Linked DNA regions of Drosophila melanogaster: region 2 is linked to region 1. Evidence: chromatin contacts called from public Hi-C data. All regions are on one chromosome and are shown on one strand. Each heading gives the region's core, a stretch centred on a gene start, on an enhancer-like site or on the middle of the called end of the contact. The rest is flanking DNA. Distances are from core to core; before and after follow the strand shown.

Region 1 (7,169 bases), core at 3,058-5,557:
AAAACTATTGAAATATTAACAAATTATCACAGTAATAAGCTAAATATTCATATTTTTTAAGTAAACCTTTTAAATATTCCACAAATATTTAGTTAAACACAACTAGAAATTAAGCGTAATTTGAAATAAATGGTTGTGAATAGTTTCGAAAATGATTTCTTTCTAGATTTTTATACCTGTCGTTTTCTATGGCTGCTAATCTTTATGACGTGATTATGGCCCACATACAAACTTGTGCAGTTGATAGGGTATAGGGTAAACACGCCGAAGTCACCTAGATACGTGTACAGGTGGGGATGTCGCCATTTAGCCCCAACATAGCCCACTATCCCACCATCAGCGAGCGTGAATATCCCTACAATTGGGCTACGACTATGGGCCGTGCAAGCGGCGCAATCTGCGTAATCCGCGCCCATTGCCTGAGTACCAACTCACACTGAAGAAGTCCGGTTCGGGTTCCTCCTTGGGCGGAGTGGGTGGCTGGGCCATTCGCTGGCGGTACTGCTCGATGTGCTCCTCCACGGTGCGCGGACTGTCGTCCCAGGAGTTCCAGTCCCGCTCGCGCGCCCCCGCTGTCCTGCCACCGCCGGCCTGGCCAGCGGAGGTGGCGCCGGTGGCGGAGAAGTCGCCTCGCTCCACGATCACGTTGACCGCTTGCAGTTGGTCGGCGGATCCGGTGGCGGAGCCGCTGTGGCTGAGCTTGCGGCGCCTGGAGAAGCAGCACAAGGCACGCCGGCACAGCGTGATGATGCCCAGCACCAGCATCTTGATTTGCTGCAGCATTGTCACCTGGTTAACTATCCTATTCTATATTATTTACTAAATTTCAGTTTCTTGGACCCCGTTAGTGTGACCGCCACGTGGACAGCGGCGAATACCAAATGGTTGTACTAAGCTACCGACTTCTCTATTTGTAAATACCGAAAACTGTGACATTACCGTTAAGTATTAAACAGTTTAACTGTGATTTTTGAATTTATGTTTTTTCCTTTTTTGAAAAATACTGTATCACATTCATTTTTCCAAGCTATTATATTAAATATTAAATATATATGTTTCATTATCAAATTTCCATTTTAAGAACAAGCTGTTTTTTTCTTTATCGCAAATGATACTTTTGACAATTTAATTTCCCATCTAAAAACATGTTTTGGTTTTATTTGCTTAATACTTCTCGTAATTGTACCTAAATTACCTCAATAATTCACGATATGTTTTGTTAAAAAAAAAGGAAGGGGGGGGGGGGGTGGTAGAGTTTTTTTTATTGGACCATTGCACTACGTCCCTGGTTATCAACATCCTCGTGATCAACGTTGTTGCGTTCGATTTTGTTACGCCTCCGAAACTTGACGATCAGCACTTCGAGGACCCAAGGAGCGGCGCACAGGATCATGAAGCCGTTTAGGATGTGAAAGACGAAAATGTAATCCCTGGTCTTGTCCCGAATAAACCCAACAATGGGACCGATGAGGAACATGGCATTGCCTTGGATGAACATGAAAAGGCCATAGCCAGTGGCGAACCTTAAACGAGATGGAAATATATGAGGAATATATATTATAATTTTGTGATAAATGCTATAAGCTTGCCAAAAGAACCCACCTTTCCTTGGGCAAGTAGTCGGCAAAGACCAGAGGCAGTGGAACGTGGAGCCAGGTGCGCAGAAATCCAATGACCGCCGTGATGCAGGCCATGCCCACAAACTGTGTGATTCCGTTGAAGGCTGTGGGAAAATGAGTGAGATTAGTGGGAGGAAGGGAGTTCTTGGAGCCCAAGGAAGGGTTCGCCTACCGAATCTCGCAAAGACGGTGAAAACGGCTCCGGCCAAATAAATGTATCTCGAAGGAACCTGGATGCACACGGCGGTGATGGCCAGGAAAATACGAGATGCCAAGTCTGCGGCCGCTCCAATGGCGATAATGGTGGCCGTGTCGGGCTGAAAAAAAACAATATTATTTATGGGATGTAGAAGTTACTGAAAGAACTGGAAATAACCTGGTAATCGCAATAATCAGACTGGGAAAACCACTTAGAAATCGTTTATATATTCTTACGGTAAGCTTATGTTATTTTTATGTTTTTCTTTTACAAGGTTTTTAATTTTTTTTTTTTAATCTGTAAAATACTGTTTCCGATTAGCCGTTTTTTAACGGCGAAAGCGGACAAAGTGAATTCGAATAATTCAAAATGGCGTCGCGTTCGTTTCTGCCTTTTTTTGTGAACGTTTTTTATTCTTTTAAGTTGCTTCTAAATCTCATATAACTTAATTTTTGTTATCGATTTCAGATTTATCAGTTGCTTATATGATCGCTCAAAGTGTTAAGTTTGGTGTGCGTTAAAAGTTAGTAATTATTATTGAAACTGCGTTTTCGCAAGTAAATTTTGGCATTTTGTGATACCTAAAAGAAATCTATTTGTATATAATTCACAAGAACAAAAATTCAATTAAATCAGCAACGGGTGTCGGGTTCCGCGACTATTAGATACCCCTTACTTTGCAAGATATGATTATATGCAAGCATCGTAGATATTGCTTGGCAAGTAGTAAACTGCTTGACAAGCAGCAAGTCGACTGCTTTAGAGATTGTTCAAGGTGACTTTAGATATACGATCTATACCACGTGATATAATTTCAATTCAGTTTGAACTGGTTTCTCAAAGAAATTTTGAATAAGGTTATCAAGATTAGGGATATGATTAGGGATACGAAAAGTAAAAAGTACATATGGAAAGATTGCGAAAATTTATGTTAATTACACATAAATATGGTGTCTATTCTACTTTGCTAACATATATGCATACAATTTTTATGTAATTTTTCAATCAACCCACCACATCTACATTTCTTTCAATAGAGCTAGCAAGTTTAGTGTAAACTACGGTAAGCCTACTGCTCCAGCCCTTAACTGTGGATATTGTGGTAATGACTCACCCTGCTGTATCCCAGCTCAAATAGGTAGACTGGCTGCATGGTGAAGAAGGTGATGTCGGAGTAGAGGGCAAAGGTGATGCCCAGCACGATGTTAACGAAAATGGGCTTCTTCAGCAGCGTGAGATCGAGGAAGTCGACGATGGTGCGCACCCAGCTCTTTTTGGTAGCGTGGGCTGGAGCTACTGCACCTGATGCACCGGCAATCGTGCTCGGACGCCGTGAGGTCTGCAGGCTGTGCATCATCTGGGGCGAGGCGTCACTGACCACCACGGGTCCGGACCAATTGCCCAGGCTGGTGATGCTCGAGGCCCGACTGGACAGAACCTTCAGCATTTGCTCCTCGGCGTGGGAGAGCTTTCGCGCTCCTGGATCAGCGGTATGAAAGTTGGGCTCCTCTCTGGTAGCCTTAAGCGGTGTTTCCGGCTGCACTCTAATCACCACCGTTGGGCTCAACTCCTTGAGTTCCTCCTGCTCCTCGGGCTGGATGGGCACGCGACGCATGTGCCACTCCACTGGGTGCATGACCAGCATCCCGAACACCGCATGAGCATTCAGTCCCGTGAGGATGAGCAGGCAACCGCGGAAGCCGTACCATGACATCAACTTCTGCATGACAATCGGATATAGCATGGAGCCCAAGCCAATCAGTGTCTGGGCAAAGCTCATCCACATCACGCGGTTCTTGACAAAATAATGGTTGAATGTCGTATAGCAGGTGGGCACCATCAGCCCGAAGGCGAATCCCTGAACGACGCTAAAGGCCATGATCAGGTGTAGCGTGGAGGTGGCGAACAACTGCATTCCAGTGCCCAGGAAGTACAAGATGCCGCCAGTGACGCCCACCTGCCGCATTCCAAAGCGCTGGAACAGGGAGCCGGAGAACAGGCCGGCGAAGCTCATCGACGAGAAGAAGGCACTCGTTATGATGGCCATGGCACTCGTCTCCGCTCCAATGCTCTTCAGGAACTCGCCGAAGACCAGGCCAAACGATGGCAAAGCCGCAAGGGCACTTGTCTGTAAGTAATCGTTTGAATTTATGCTAATTGCGTTCTTTATTTATGCCATTATATCATTAGTTCTAGAAAAAAAAAGTTTACTCTGAATTTTATTTAAACTATTTTCCATTCACTTAAGAACCACCTCGATACCCACTGACTTTGCATTTCTTGGCCGATTGAGTTCCCTGCGTTAGTACTTACAAAAGGCAGGGCCATGCCAATGCAGACGAGGATTCCCCAGCCGCCATCGGGTGCCTCCAGTGTGTAGGATTTCGACTTCTTCATCTGGTATGCTGGGCGCGACTGGAGTCGGTGCTCGATCGTCAACCAGACGATCCCAGTCTGAGGCATCCGTCCGTGTGCGTATATCAATCCCATCATATAAGTCGGCGCTACCAGTAGCAGCCTCCTCGATTATCCGCTTATCGCACCTCGGGACTTTATGGCCAAGCTAAGCTTCTTATGACAAAGGTTCATACATAATATGGCTTTCCCGATAAGATTAGCCCAGATACTCGCATACAGTTTACAAATTTCCCTGCGGTGCCGGCCCCCGTCGTGATTTTCAAGCATTTCCGCTAGTGTAAATAGACGAGAGATCGGGTGGGTGGGTTGTCTACGCCCTACTACCACGCCCCCGAATTCCAAATTCCGTGTTGTAATGGTAATGGTACATTTGCGAATAACAAAACAATTTTTGGAGCATCATTTGGGGTCTTTATCGAGAACAAGTTGGCCCGACTCCTACGCTGATAAGAATTTCCAGACCTAGTGCTACGGACAGGTTTGTCACTAGATTTACAACAGTCCTCGTGGGTCGTCGCATACCACACCCTCCTGCGAGATATCTACTGCTTAATTTATACAAACTTAAATTTATTCTTCACGCATTACATTTGTTTACACGCAGACGGTGAGTTTTGCTCAACTCGATACTATAAACGCATAAACTTCGCACTAAATGATGGCGATTATGGGGTTGGGTGTAACTTAACCGGATGTTTGAGTTCCCAAATGATTTTAAAAACCTTGCACTTTTCCTTCAGTTACTCATCTATACCCATTTATTTATCTATTTTAAAGAAGGCTAAGCCGCACGCCTTTTTTTATTTCTAAGATTTCTAAGATCTAATCTGTTGGAATTTGTTAACTTTTCCAGCCTGTGCAGTTCCAGGAAATATTATTCGCAAAAATGCATACTTTTCATCGCTTTATTTTACCAATTTAATATACACACATATTCATATATATATTATTATTATAATATATTATTTAGTAGGGCTACAATATCGGGCAATACATTTCCAAAAGTTCGCTTCAAACGCTTGTATCAAAAACGCTCCTTACTGTTTTACTAATTCGACAAAAATATATATATTTATATATATATACATATATATATATGTATAATCCATGATAAATTTAAGTACCCAAAATATACTTAATCTAGTAGTAATTTGTGTATATAGAATATCCGAATGTCGTCATCTGGGCATCGGCTAGTTTAGTTCTCAGTGTAGCATTCCGCGCCGAGCCCAAAAGTTTGCTACATTGAGTTAACTTGGTCTTTTTCCACGATTTGTCGTGGATTCGTTTGCATTTATTGCTTATCGGTTGGGCTTAGTTATTTCATTAAACAATGCACATAGATCTTACTTATTAATATTTTAATATTTTTGGACCAAACATACACGACATCATCCCTTCATTTCGATTTCGATTTCAATTTCGACTTTGTTTAGTCCTCTCCAAGTATTCTTCATCAATTGTATATATATATATATATATATATGTATTGTGGCATTTCGTTGAATAGAATAGAAACAGAGTCTCATCGCCTTTAAAATTGAGGAAAAGCTTCTCTGGCGGACTGTTCTTCCATATTTCGTCAATTCATTTAACATGCCAAAGTAGTTTTCATATTGAACGTAGGATAAATGATATATAGTGTTTTATTTATTATTTGTATAGTTTAATTGTTTTGTCGCTGCTTAACTTCGCTCCTTAGGTACATTTTAAAGCCGATCAATTTTCAACACTCCTTCCTCATCTTCCTGTCACATCGATGTATCTTCAGATGCAGATATCAGTATTTCTATAAGTAGTGATTAACTTCTAAATTAAGAACTATCTTTGAACTATCACATACAAGTTCACTAAGAAGCAAATCGGAGAACAATTCAAGGCGAAACGCTTGCGAAAGGGAACGGCTCGAATAATAATAATGATAATAATTAGAAAGTTGGGAACTTAACTGAATCAATTTGGGTTACCTTGATTCTAACATTAAAATGTAAACGCACTTTGTTGTGGTTTTTGTGGGCCTTCTGCGTGGGCCACACACCCCCACTGGGTTGGTTACACTTAAGAGATGTGTTCATACAACTAAAACTGACAAAAATTCATCTTAATCATATAGTTAATAGTTATGGTTACACGTTGGGTATGGAGTGTGTGTGTGTGTGTGTGATTATGTCTCTCCAAGATCTTAAGTCTCACTAAGCATATTGCAAGAAAAAAAAAAAAAAAGAGCGCAAACGAAAAAAATGTCTTAACTATGTTGAGTTTTAATACATTTTGGGGTATTAGGCCTCCACACTCGAGGATCAAACGTAGTCTTATCCTTCCATTGTGCAGGAACCTCTTAAGTATATTTATAGTTGGGCACTCGTACTCGCTGTACTGTCTTCCTTAAAGTAGATCTCTCTGGTCCATCTCATCTCGTGTCCATTGCCTCCTGCCACCGGCTTACAGCTTACAGCTTCACATCGTTCTGGTCCGACGTCGCTGTCGTCGTGGCTCCCACATCTTGGGTTGGCAACTGGGCGGCATCGGCGGTGCGACGTCGCGACTGAATGTACTCAACCAGATACTCGATGCCCCAGGCAGTGGCACAAATCATTATGCAAACGCTCTGGGTGTGTATGCAAATCGGATAGCTGTCGGTCACATCCCGAATGAGACCTGAAATGGGCAAAATTGTCTATGTTAACTGGGTATTCTGGGCCAAAGATCGTTCGATTTCCATACCAATGAGCGGTCCGAATGTGATCACAAATAGGGCTTTGCCCACCAGATGCCAGCCGAATGCCGAGGGCAGCTTCTCCAGTGAGCAATATTCGGATACGGTTAGGGTGAAGTTGCTCAGTGCGGATCCACGGAAGAAACCGCAGATCGAAAGCCAAATCATCAACTGGGTCCACTCCGTTTGCTCAGCCATAACTGCAAAGCACAATCGT
Region 2 (7,169 bases), core at 1,401-3,900, 73 kb after region 1:
CGATAGACATGTCCAGTGGATGGATGGACCCAGTTCAAATCCATATTCGCCAGGTACACGTACTCCTGCCGAGAAATGCGCACTTGGCAGTGCTCTCCAGATAGATCCGCAAACTCCTCAGCCGCATAGTTGTCCAAATCGATCTCGTACAACTTTTCCAAGCAAGGAAGATGATGATGGTGATAGTGACCGAAGTCGACCGAAATGGGGAAACCTGCATCCAACTAGCACATCCAACTGCAGGGCCAGCTGGAAATGGTGATGAGCCTGGCTACTTTAGTCACCAGTCACTTTAGTTGGCTCCTCCTCCGTCGCCTGCAACGCCACCTGGCTGATGGTGCGCTTCAAGGAGTCCTCCGTTTGGGTTCATCGGAGTCGCCATTAAGAGCAACTTATTGTTAAAGTTCATGTTCATTAATCAATCTAAAATCTAAAGCTAGCTCACCAACTCAACTGAGTCAGCTGCTCCTTCAGCAAGATGTTCATATTTTCATATGGTTTTAGTTCTTCATTTACAGATACAGATACAGAATAGAAGATACAGAATAGAAGATTCCACATCATTGGTGTCAATGTCTTTTTCCTTTTGGAGGAAATATTCATTGAATATTCTCTAAAACTATATAAGTTATTATGCCTGAATAGAGTCGATCTTTAAATAAAAGCAAAAAACAAAACAATTTTAAACATTTAACCAACTAAAATAGAGAAAACGTAAAATATTGTAAGTGGAGTGTGTTATTCTTGTGTTTTATATGTTCGCAGTTGTTGAAATGTTTACTCACCAAATGAAAATATATGTAAGTCCTAGATAGGAAGGATATAAAAGAATATTAAATAAAACGAACATAGAAGATGGTTACCTTGTTCTCATGAAATGTGTGTTCTATTTTTATGATCCTAGCTTGATTTGGTGCTTATGTGCCCAGTTTATAGCATAATTTGTCATAATTAATTTGGCGTCCATCTGTGTTTAGTCTACTGTACATTTCAAAATGCTGCAATACCAATTGTAACCTATCATGATCGAGCAGCATTTCATTTAGTTTCTGCATTTCAAATCAAAAAAATATACATCTTTTATTTTAAAACTTACACAATCAATTGGCGAAAAAATCGATTGCTCGCCAACACTTCTATTTCCCTATAACAAAAGATGCGTTTTTTAAATAAATAAAAAAACCAGTATTTTTTCTGTAAAAGATTTACTTTGCTTGTTTAAATTTTTTTAATTAGAAATCAAATTAACCAAATTTAAAATTAGGGTGTCCATAATTAGTTGTCGACTTTTACATTTCAAAACATTTTCAAGAAGTGTAGGCGTGGCAGATTTGAGCGATTTGTGGGCGTTAAAGTGGAGGTGCCAACATTACTTGACAACTAACTTGCGCTGCGTATGCCTCTTAAATCTTCAGGTCTAATAAAAAATTAGCTTCACTTTCTGGTATCTCTTATAAATAAATAGGAAATAAAGCTATATTAATATTAAGGCATAATAACAAACATCGAAAACTTCCAAAATTAAGCAATTTAAAGTATCTTTCATTGAAATGTAGTAATAATGCCATTGCTCTTATGCTATTATCAATGTGTACTGGTTTCCCATGATACCTTACTATTTAATTTTATGTAAAGGGAACCTTACATATTTATGTATTGGATTGGAATTGCCACTCGTTTCTCGCAGTGTATCTGGCTGGCTCCACACATGGGCGCGTGTATGCTCTCCCCTTACTGACGTACTTAATTCTTCGCAGTTATTCAGGGGCACAGAGAACGCTTCACTTTCCTTCTTTTTTCGCCGGTGACGTAATTAATGATGCTAGCCGCTGAAATTTTAAAATGAATTGCACTACCAAGCAGCAGCTCCTTTCCATTTTGTTCGACGATCAGAGGTCTTAAAATCAAACTTCTGTCAACTGGCTGATGAATTCATTCAGTTTCTAACGTTCGCGATGGAGCTGAAATTCTTATTTTGTGTTCAACTGATTTTTTGAATACATATGTATATATTTTGTACTGAGCTCTGTTCTTGAGAAGGGAGAATCTATAGTCGAGTATATCGGTTACTTGGCTAATGGAAATGCGAACGCGAAATTTTAACATTTTTCTTAGGTAGATATTATTGGGGAATGAAATAAGAAACTATTTAAAAATTGCTTGGGTAGTTTTTGGCGGCTTGTGAGCGTTAGAGTGGGCGTGGCAAAATGGGTCAACAAACTGGCTCTGCGTCTATGTTTATGTATAGAACATGTATGCTTAATCTCAACATCCTAGCTGTACAATAAGACAAAAAAAAAAAAACACATTTCATTGGCATCAGAATCGTTAAGGGTAAAATTGTCACGACTTTCGTACCATGGTTTTGTTTGATTTGATTATGGTGATAACTAAAATTATTTTTTTTTATTGAAAAAAAATTATTGATTTTAATTTTTTTTGTTTTTGTATACATTCATTAAGTGAAAAATCGCCGTAAATTTGATTTTATAATTCGTTACACACGTTTTGTTTCAGTGCTTTGTTGCTGTTGCAACCCCTCAGCTGACGTTCCAGTCGAACATGTTGCATGACGGCTCGGCTTAGTTCGGTTCGGTTCGCTGCGACTCGGTTCGATGCGGCTCGAGCGGCCTGCTCTCGAACAGATGTGCGTCGCAGTGTTGTTGCAAACGCCGGTCGCGTAGGTTGTTGCTAGAGTGAAACGTCGAGCGCATCGCCCACCCACATACACATATGTACGTACTCGAGTGCGCGAAGCAGTCAGTTGTTGCCGCCAATTGAATGGACAGTCGCGGTTAACGAAACACGAAAAGTCGTCTCGACTCGCCTCGCGTCGCGTGGAGTTCACTTGAGTTGAGTGGCGGCTAGTGTGTGTGTGTTTGCTTTTTTTTTCGAACGCCGCCAAACACGCGGCTGTTGCGGCTGTCCCGGAGTGCATTACTCACACTTTTTTTTCGGTTACTTGCAAGTGATACCCCTTAAACGAAAACAACAACAAGCCCCCCCCACCCACACACCACTTCAACCCCCTCACAAGCAGCTAAAGCCAAAAGGTGATTATATTTGGAAAAGTCACGCCGTGGAGTAAATAACGGAGCGGAGAGCGGATCAACACAAAGCGTGGTAAAGAGAGTGGAGAGATAAAGAGTTAAAATAAGTGCATAGAGTGCGAGTGGGAGAGATAGAGCGAGCGAGCGGGAGGGAGAGTGTAAGTGCTGCCCGTGTGTGAGAGTGTGTGTGTCTGTCTTCATGTACGTATGTGGCTTCTTTCAATGGTAGTCGTGTGTACCCGTTGAACCGGTTCAACACTCATCTTCGACTTACCTGCAAAACAACAGAAGCAGCAATGATAACAACAACAACAACGACAACAGCAGCGACTGCAGCGTGGTTTGTGCTTGGAAAAACATGAAAAACTGAAACTGAAGCAAAATGCAGCATCGCCAGAAGCAGCAGCAACAACAAAACGAGAACAACAACGTGCAGCTGCAGCAATTGTAATGTCAAATGAATCAAACAAACTGCATCATTTGCGTTTCCGAAGGCAGGAAAATAAGGGAAAGGCAAAGAAATGAAGAAAACATACATATTACATATGTATATATAAACATATATATTTAGGTATATATGTACGTATGTACGTAAAGTGCAGTCTGCAGTTTAAAAGCCATTAACCCCCAAAAACTGAAGTAACGAACCATCCGCACGGAGATCGCTGTTTTCCCCACTGAACTAACTTAATTCGTTTAGCCAGAATACACTGATCCCGTTGCAAATTGGTGGCTAATATGCAATATGATATTTAATTTGCAACCATATATTCTGCATATTTCACGCGTGTGTGCGTGAGCGCTGTAGGGTTAATACGAGAGCGCTCACTACCTGCGCGCCCTGCCAAGGGTTAAGCACTCAGGCAAGAAGTTTCGCGTGTAATTGACGTTGCCAAAAATTAAGAAAGAAAGAAAAACAAACAAACAAACGCAGAACAAAACAAAACAAAACAAACCAGTAAGGGAAGAACAAAAGCACGAACAGAAATTAGAAGACAGCGAACAGAAGAGAAACTTAACTTTTTCTCTGTTCTTATTTCAGGTTATATACCCTTGCAGATGGCACATTAAATTCGGTATATCGGAATATCATGATCAGTATTTAGAGTCTAATTAACGGTCCACCTGTCCGTTTGTCTGTCCATTTCCATAAAAAAAAGTCTCAGTTTTATAGCTATTGCATCATGTACATAGCTGTCATAGGAAAAATAAGAAAATTAACTGAAAGTGATAAAATAATCATCGGTTCTTAATCATGAAGTATTGCTCGGTATACAGGTGTTTTGTATTATTACTGCAAGGGTATGTAAGTTTCGGCTTACTTTCTTGTTCGCTTTTTTGTGTGTTTGTCCATGCAGTACAGTTAGCCGCCAGTGGTACTGTCGAAGTGTGCGTGTGTTTCTGCGGGTGCTATTACCTTGGTATTATTGGTAGGTATGTAGGTGCGTGTGTGTGTGTGTGTGTGTGTGAGTTGGTGTTTTTGGCGGAGCACTTTTTGTTTTCATGAATTTATCCTTGGGACGAATAAGAACTGCAGGCGAAAGGAGCGAAAATGTAGCAGGAGGACAGGGGAAATCGGGAAAGCTAAAAACAAACAAAGGGATTAGCAAAGATGCGAATATTGCGGCCCAGAAATTAAGACCACAAGAAAAAGTGCCAATAAGAGTTGTTGGGAAACAATTGGAGGATATACCCACGCCCAAACATTTTTGATGTGTATGCAGTGTATGCATTCGCTTTGAGGAATGCTTCATCTGGTTTCATCAATCTTTTGACGGAAATGGAGTTTATACATATGTATACTATCCTAGAAATGCTATAAATTAAAATAGTGCGCGTTATTTACGGAAAATATAAAATCTGTAGTCAAAATTTATGTTTACTACCCTAAATTTTTATGGGTATTAAATGGTATAATATGATTATGGATCTAATTTTGGGGCGCCTTTTTACTACAAGCCAAATTAAATATGACAGAAATGGAATTTTTCGATTTAGGGATGCGTACGACTATTATGATTTCCTCATGACGAAAATAGATTTTCCACTTCAAAAGACAAATATTCCCTACTCTTTCTACTGAGTAACATAGAAAAGCGGTGCAGAAATCTACACTTAATTTTTGTCTCACAAAACACTTGGATCAAACAGAAACAACAAATTTGGTACCCATACAATATGTACAGTTGCCACAAAAACGATCAAGACCAATTAGAAATGTGTATGTATGTATTTGATTGAAAGCAATTATTAAACAAAATTCACTTAAGTATTGTTTTTTTTTTTATTTTCTACATGAACCATTAATCGAAATGATACTAAAAGGAACATGTGAGACATTTATAAACAAGCACTTGAAGCCATATGTACATACATACATAGCATAGATTAGTCGTCAATCTTATAGATAAAATGTTGTAAAAAACGTTCTGCAATAAATAAGATTTACAATTAAAAACCAAATAAGCACATGAAAGGGATTTTCTTTTCTATGGCTTTGAACATCTCACATCTGTAATATTACATTCAACCCAAGTAAGTGTAATTAAAGATTATCCAAGGAAAGCCTGAATAAGGATTTTAGAAAAATCATAAATAACGTTAAGCAAAAAGTACTTGAAGAGATTTACCTTCAATTTGTTGACAAGACGAGACGAGACGAAGTTTTCAGTGCGATTTGCGTCTGGCTTAAGCTGAATTTTTTGGCTGTATGCCTGTGGCAATTTTGTGGTTGGACTGTCAGTCAGTCGACTGCAGAAGCGACGAATTCGAAGTTCATTAAAACTACCTCAACATTTTAAAGTACAATTGGCTTGGGGGAACTGGTAAGCTTTTGATAGAGCTCGATTTTTTTTTTCTTTTATCAAGACAATGACCCGAATGCCGGAGTCGGAAATTGTTTAAACATCGCACGCTTGTAATTGTCACCGCATTTTTTCCACCGACGGCACTCGAAAAAGACGTTATCTAAATATTCGTAAACAACACAGGGAAAATAACAACAGCAAACGAAAATTATCAAACGAGTAGAGGGTACACTTGAGGTCATTGATTTGAAATTGGAATTGGTCGTATGTCAACTTGGGATATGGGAAGTCACCAAACAAAAAAGTGGTGATAAACGATGCATCAGCAGTCTTGTGGCATGTGTACATACATAGATGCGAACCAAGGCATTTCACACACACATTTCACACATAAGCTCCCAATGTTGAGCTGAATATCGAAAACGTTTTCGACTTTACTGGACTTGAGGCCAAGTCACTGTGTTCCACTGCAGAAGATGGATAACACCACCCAACCACCACCAAGTGCTCCTCGTAAAATGCCTGAGGGTTTCCCAGCGCAATGACAAAGAGTCTTGGAATGGCCATAACGGGATGCTTTCAAATTATCATTGGAGTCTATCGAACTCTACTATTGGTATTTTATTTTTGTATTTGTTTCATATTGGTGTTCTTGAAAGCTCAAAGAAGCTGGGGTCGGAAAAATCGAATTTTTGAAATTTGAAAGCTGGAATCGTTTGCCCATTTTTTGCCCATGTTTGCCCACCAATTAGTTTTTTTTGCCCACGTCCAGTTTTTGAGATATGAATTTTCGAAAAAGTTCGAAAATTTTCGAAAATCAAAAATTTCGCTTTTTTCAAAATTTTTTTTTTTAAATCGCAATAACATCGTTTGCCCACGTTTGCCCACCCTTTAGAATTTTGAAAAAATGTATACTTTAGAAAATATAAGGCTTTTAAGTTTACCTCGGTCTAATCAGAGAGTAAATCGTTTGCCCATCTCTTAAAACCAAATATTATCAACAAAAAAGGTTTGCCCAACCATTATTATTAGTTTTTTTCGTTTGCCCACTCTTAAAACTAAATAATTTCGATTGCCCACCTTTTAAAACTAAATAATTTCGTTTGCCCATCCTAAAATCTTAAGAATAAATAAATTCTATTGCCCACCATATAAACACGTGCCACTTTCCTAGTTTTAGGATCTGCCTACATAACACGTGCAGACGCACAGGTGTTTCTGGGTTTATATAGACCAAAAATTGGTTCCGATTGCCAATCTTGTAATTTACAGTTTACAAAGGGTGGGCAAACGAAATAATTTATTTTTAAAG

The links. A called contact is a pair of places that touch in the nucleus more often than the background predicts.
Region 2: a contact with region 1 is called in a Hi-C map of the Kc167 cell line, with 1.5 times the contacts expected there. The contact joins the promoter of kek5 here to the promoter of CG8028 in region 1. A contact is called at or near these places in 6 of 107 Hi-C or Micro-C datasets (the Kc167 cell line, cellular blastoderm embryo, embryo and 2 more) and 1 of 6 datasets of contacts at active chromatin or transcription factors (the S2 cell line).

Annotation. Positions count from the first base shown.
Region 1 is chrX:19,276,042-19,283,210 of dm6, forward strand. CG8028 reads right to left here and starts at 4,308. Exons shown (of 5, transcript NM_001103561.2): 1 at 4,132-4,308; 2 at 2,933-3,946; 3 at 1,792-1,936; 4 at 1,603-1,723; 5 at 1,135-1,523. The coding sequence starts at 4,281. The coding sequence ends at 1,262. It overlaps CG8034, which reads right to left. Exons shown (of 4, transcript NM_133148.5): 3 at 6,961-7,152; 4 at 5,191-6,894. The coding sequence ends at 6,686. It overlaps CG32537, which reads right to left and starts at 498. Exons shown (of 3, transcript NM_167643.3): 1 at 177-498. CG32536 reads right to left here and starts at 857. Exons shown (of 3, transcript NM_167644.2): 1 at 436-857. The coding sequence starts at 783.
Region 2 is chrX:19,350,531-19,357,699 of dm6, forward strand. kek5 (kekkon 5) reads left to right here and starts at 2,651. Exons shown (of 5, transcript NM_001258817.2): 1 at 2,651-3,123.